2 separate regions of the Hordeum vulgare genome follow, and region 2 is linked to region 1. Evidence: chromatin contacts called from public Hi-C data. All regions are on one chromosome and are shown on one strand. The core of a region is the stretch at or near the end of the contact, and the rest is flanking DNA. Distances in the headings are between cores, read along the strand shown.

Region 1 (2,533 bases), core at 24-2,523:
ATAATGCTTCATACAAATCAAAATCCAATCTTTTCCGAAGACAGTGCCCATGTGCTCTGCGACATTGGGCAATCCAGAAGGGCATGCCTCCAAGTATCCTGAGCTCCACAAAGATGACATGCTGGAGCCGTTGCCATATTCCGTCGATGCGGTAACTCCCCTGCAGGCATAGAGTGCCTCGCCAAACGCTAGAGGAACACCTTAACCTTCGACAGGACCTGCAGCTTCCACAAAGTTTCCAATCTTTCCCCTCAGCCTCACTATTTGATGGTTCGTCCCGGCCTTCTAGCCAATTCTCGTGATTCAGTTTTGTGCGAACCAGCATGCGATATGCGAAACTCACCGTGAAGATTCCACGAGGGTCCTCGCTCCACGTCCAAAAGTTGTCAATCCTCCGTGTGCATAATGGAATTCTAAGAATCGCTTCAGGCATCGAAAGGTATGAAGACAAAACGTACTAGCTCTTCTCGCCAAGATGCAGTAGTTGTCTCGATGAGCTCTGAAACGCAAGGCAATACATAGTCGTGGCCAAACTCGTGTAGCAATCATTTTCTTTTGCCATTTTCTTTAGCGATGGGCAGCATGGCGGGCCACACGAGCAGCCCACATGAGAAACATAAGGAAGTAACGATCCATGGTGCATTCTTTACTTCTTTTTAACAGTCCATGGCGATTTCTTTACTTGTTTTTAACAGTTTTGTGTCAGTTTCTTCGGGGTTTCTTCGGTTTTTCTATGCTTTTTTTCTTTTTTTCCTATAGTTTTCTTCTGATTCATTCTTCAGATTTTTCTTTTTCTTTTTCCTTTTTTCCTACAGTTTTCTTCTGTTTCATTCGTTAGTTTAGCACTTTCTATTGCTTTCATGCACATGATAAAATATTTATACCCGTTTAACATTTTTCAACTATATGTTTTGATGTCTATTTGTTCATACACATTGTACATTTTCGGTATACATATAAAACACTATTTTATACATGTTTAATATTCTTTTAAATACTTGCATTTTGAATTACATCAACAAAAAATCTACATCGTGTTTCCATTTTTAAGTTTTTCAATTAAAATTGAGTGAATGTATAAATTTTGGAATATATGTACTTAATGTTTTTCCTAAAATATAGGGAAAGTAAATGAATTAATAAACAAATAAAATCGAACTAACCAGCAGGAAGCTAATTTGGCGCTGTAGGCGAGTGCTAGCTCGGTCTCAGGCAAGGCCATATAAAGCCGTACCTACAATTATATAGCAACCATATTTTGTTTGCCATTGGCAGCAAGGCCGGCCATACGAGCGGCCCATTCGAGAAACATAAAGAAGTATTGGTCCATGGTGCATGGCCTTACTTTTGTTCTTTTCCCCTCTTCCATTAAGCACTGTGTGTTATTTTTTAGGGGAGTTATAAGGACTGCTGTATTTCCCAAGTAAAACTAAACATGACTCTAAAAAAAGAAAAATCACACTACTCTCTCTATTGAAAAAAGCGTAAAATTATACACGGTTAACATTTTTCAAATATATGTTTTGATGTCTATTTTTTCTTACACATTGTATATTTTTGGTAACATATAAAACACTATTTTATACAGGTTTAACATTCTTTTAAATAGTTGTATTTGCACTTTTTTTTTACATGTCAAACATTTATTAATGCATGTTGAGACATTTTTCCATTCTCCTTTTTCCGTTTTACAATTAAAATTGAGTAAATGTATAATTTTTGGAATGTATGTACTTAATGTTTTTTCTAAAATATGGGGGAAATATATAAATTAATAAACAAATAAAATTCTGCTAAAAATAAATAAAATTAAACTAGCCTGCAGGAAGCTAATTTGGCGCTGTAGGCGAGTGCTAGCTCTGTCTCATGCAAGGCGATACAAAGCCGTGCCCACACTTGTGTATCAACGATTTTTTATTTATTTTTTGCCATGGGCAGCAAGGCCGGCCATACTAGCGGCCCATTTGAGAACATAAAGAAGTGATGGTCCGTGGAAAACAACTAGTTAGCGAGCGTTCCCTCGGGAACCTTCCAGCGATTGCTCCAGCGCGTCGTCACTTGGCGCGTTGTCACGTTTCGCGCTTTGAGCGGTTTTTTTTGGATTTTGTTTTTTTGCACGTGTTTTCACCCTTTTTGAGTGTTTTTTTGCTATTTTTTTTGGTGTTATGGTTTTCACCGGTGTTTCGTAACATTTGGACGAAAAAAATCAATTTTTTTGTGAAAGACGTGTTTTTTACGCGAAAAAATTCATTTCTTTTCTTACGAAAGACACAGTTTTGCTTCCGCACGGAAAAAACGCGTTTTCATTTTTGTACGAGAGGCACGGTTTTGCTTCCGCGAAATACACGATTTTGCCTTCGCGAGAGGCACGCCCGTGCCTCTCCCGAAAGGGGGAAAACGTGTTTTCTGTTTTTTTTTTGCGAGAGGCACGGTTTTGCTTCTGCGAAAGACACGGTTTTGCCTTTGTGAGATGCACGTCCGTGTCTCTTCCGAAAAGGGGGAAAACATGTTTTCTGCTCTCTCTTTTTTTCCG
Region 2 (2,533 bases), core at 15-2,514, 190 kb before region 1:
CAAAGACTCTGCGTGCATGGGCAATGCTCCCTGACTTAGCGTACATATCAATCAGCGCTGTGTTCACGAGAACATCCTCCCTGCACTCACTGCGGCGTACATAATCCTCCATCCATACTGCAAGCTCGGTGGAGCCGAGCTGAGCACATGCCATGATCACCGACCGCAATGTGACAGAATCAGGGCTCATGCTCCTTGCAAACACCTGCATCTGCTTGAACAAATGCACTGCCTCGCTGGCAAGCCCATTCTTCGAGTAACCAGATATCATGGCATTCCACAGGATCACATTTACCCGTGGGGGCGGGATCCTGTCGAAGAGTGCCCTTGCAGCCACGATGCAGCCAAACTTGGCATACATGGCCGTCAGCGTGGTCACAACATCTTGTTCATCATCAAAGCCACCCTTGACTACCAAGGAATGAGCTGATTGGGCACCTGGCAAGTCATCAAGCTCCATGTACGCCTTGAGGACTGTGACGAGCAGCACAAAATCAGGACGGACATCACAGCACATCATCGCTGCAAACAGCCGCAACGCTTGCAAGGGACTGCCACTTTGCACGAGCCTGGAGATGAGAGAGGTCCAGGAGACAACGTCCCTTTCGCAGTCACGCATTCCATCGAACACACGGCGAGCACGGCCGGCATCCCCGCAGGAAAAGTACATGGGGATGAGTGAATTATGTAGGAATCGCGTGTCTCCGTCAGTCAGACGTAACCCGTGGGCATGGGCTACGCGGCCAGGGACAGACTTGAGCACATCGCCAATGGCAGCAGCCGGCGGGAGGAAGGCCGGGTGGCCCGCACGGAGAGCGAGGTAGTGGCGGAGCGCGAGGGAAGTAAGGCGGAGGCGGAACGCGAGGCGGGAGGCAGCGTGGAGAAGGTGCGGGGGCGGGCGGGGAACGTGGTCGAGCAGATGGTGGGCGAGGGGACGGAGGCACGGGGACGGACGGACGCGGCAGGCAGCGCGCAGCAGCAGGAGCGCAAGCCCCGGCGAGCCGCCGAGGAGGCGGCCAGAGACCAGGAGGTGGGCGTGGAGCTGGTGGACGTGCGACGGCCGCACGCACCGCGCCTCCATCGCCATCAGCTCGCGCCAACTCCTCCGTTTCCACTCTACACGAACACTGCCTCCCCTGAGAGTACAAAAATGGGGGCTTTCTAGCAAAAAACGAAACAGAAGAAGAAAAAAAAAACAGAAACAGAAGCAATCGGGATGGACAAGCCTGCGCGCTCCCGAGAACGAAATTGCTCGTGGGTTATATCGGAATTGCGGTACCTTGCAGCGAGGAGGAGACCTCGCGGCGCGCGGCGAGGCCGTCGTCGTCGTCGAAGCCGGCGCCGCCGCTGGATCTGGAGCCGGAGTCCATGAACCCTCCGCCGCCGCGCCGCTTCCTCTCCACCGGGTGCTTCCTGGACGCGGTGGCCGCCTGCCCGGCGCCGGCGAAGGGGAGCGACCACTGGTGGTGGTTGTGGCCTGCAACTGCAAGGTGGACGACAGAGACAGGGACTCCTTTAGCTCTCGTTCCCGGCCCTTTACCCAACAGCGACACGGAACAAAGCAGAAAAAAAAAAAGTGGCCCACACGCCACTGGGAACGCCCAGGATTTGTGGGGACGGACGGCGTGCGTGTAGCAGCAGAAGGATAGCTATTGGGCCGAAAACCGGCTGTTCACGTGGGGTGCAAGGACAGGCTCATCAGTTGCACGGGCCGTAGGCCCCCTTTCCGACGACCCATTATCCCGGCCCACACAGGGAGGCCCAGCTTGTACCTCGTCCTCTCTGTCGGAAGAAAAAAAAGGAGTGCTGCACGTAGCAAAAGTGCGACTACGGAGGGAAGGGTGTCACGGAGACATGCCAGCGGCTACAGCACACGGTAGGTAGGTAGGTACTGAGCTGTGCGCACTGACGTGGTGAGAGGGGGAAGACGACGTGATCCACGTGCGTGCGTGCCTGCGTGCGCCCGGCACGTCGACGTCGATCGACGACCGGAAAGCAGAGGCCCGGCCCCGGACCCGGAGGCGTAGCAGCATCTACAACCGCTGGCTTTCACCAGAGCTCACGGGCAACGACGGCCGGAGAGAGAGAGAGAGAGAGAGATGATCATCGGCTAAAGGCTACACGTGCTAACCTTGCGCTCTCGGTGGCTGTGATGCCGTGGGCTGGCCCCAGAGCACGAACGGCGGCGGCTCGGGCTTGACGACCACCACCGCGGCGGCGGCGGCGGACGGCTGCGGTCCGGCGGCTCCGGGCGCCTGCTGGCTGACGCTGAACGTGCCGATGCCGCCGGGTAGCGCGTGCTTCGTCGTCGTCGCCTGCTGCTGCTGCTGCTGCTGCCTGTCCGCGCCGGACGGTGCCGACGCCGCCGGCTTCTCCAGCGGCTGCAGGAAGTCGTGCGTCTTCAGAAAGAAACCTGTAGCAATTTTTTTGCTTCTCAGTATTCAGCAGCAATATAACATAACTAAACTCGTCATCAACAAACCAAAAGGAAAAAAATTATTAATAATTCTGCCTTTTTTTTGTGCTAGACTGC

What was found. A called contact is a pair of places that touch in the nucleus more often than the background predicts.
Region 2: a contact with region 1 is called in a Hi-C map of leaf, with 6 times the contacts expected there. The contact joins the promoter of LOC123452213 here to the enhancer-like site in region 1. A contact is called at or near these places in 2 of 6 Hi-C or Micro-C datasets (both in leaf) and 1 of 1 datasets of contacts at active chromatin or transcription factors (embryo).

The regions. Positions count from the first base shown.
Region 1 is chr5H:470,793,226-470,795,758 of MorexV3_pseudomolecules_assembly, reverse strand. No RefSeq gene overlaps it. Among protein-coding and RNA genes, the nearest start is that of LOC123399089, 110 kb to the right of the region's middle. Within about 2 kb of position 1,273, at least 2 of the 3 cell types and tissues checked have open chromatin away from gene starts, as enhancers often do. A contact at or near this core is called in leaf, where this site is marked.
Region 2 is chr5H:470,984,679-470,987,211 of MorexV3_pseudomolecules_assembly, reverse strand. It overlaps LOC123452213 (pentatricopeptide repeat-containing protein At3g12770-like), which reads right to left and starts at 1,264. Exons shown (of 1, transcript XM_045128823.1): 1 at 1-1,264. The coding sequence starts at 1,264. It overlaps LOC123399101 (transcription factor BIM2-like), which reads right to left. Exons shown (of 11, transcript XM_045093523.1): 3 at 2,132-2,413.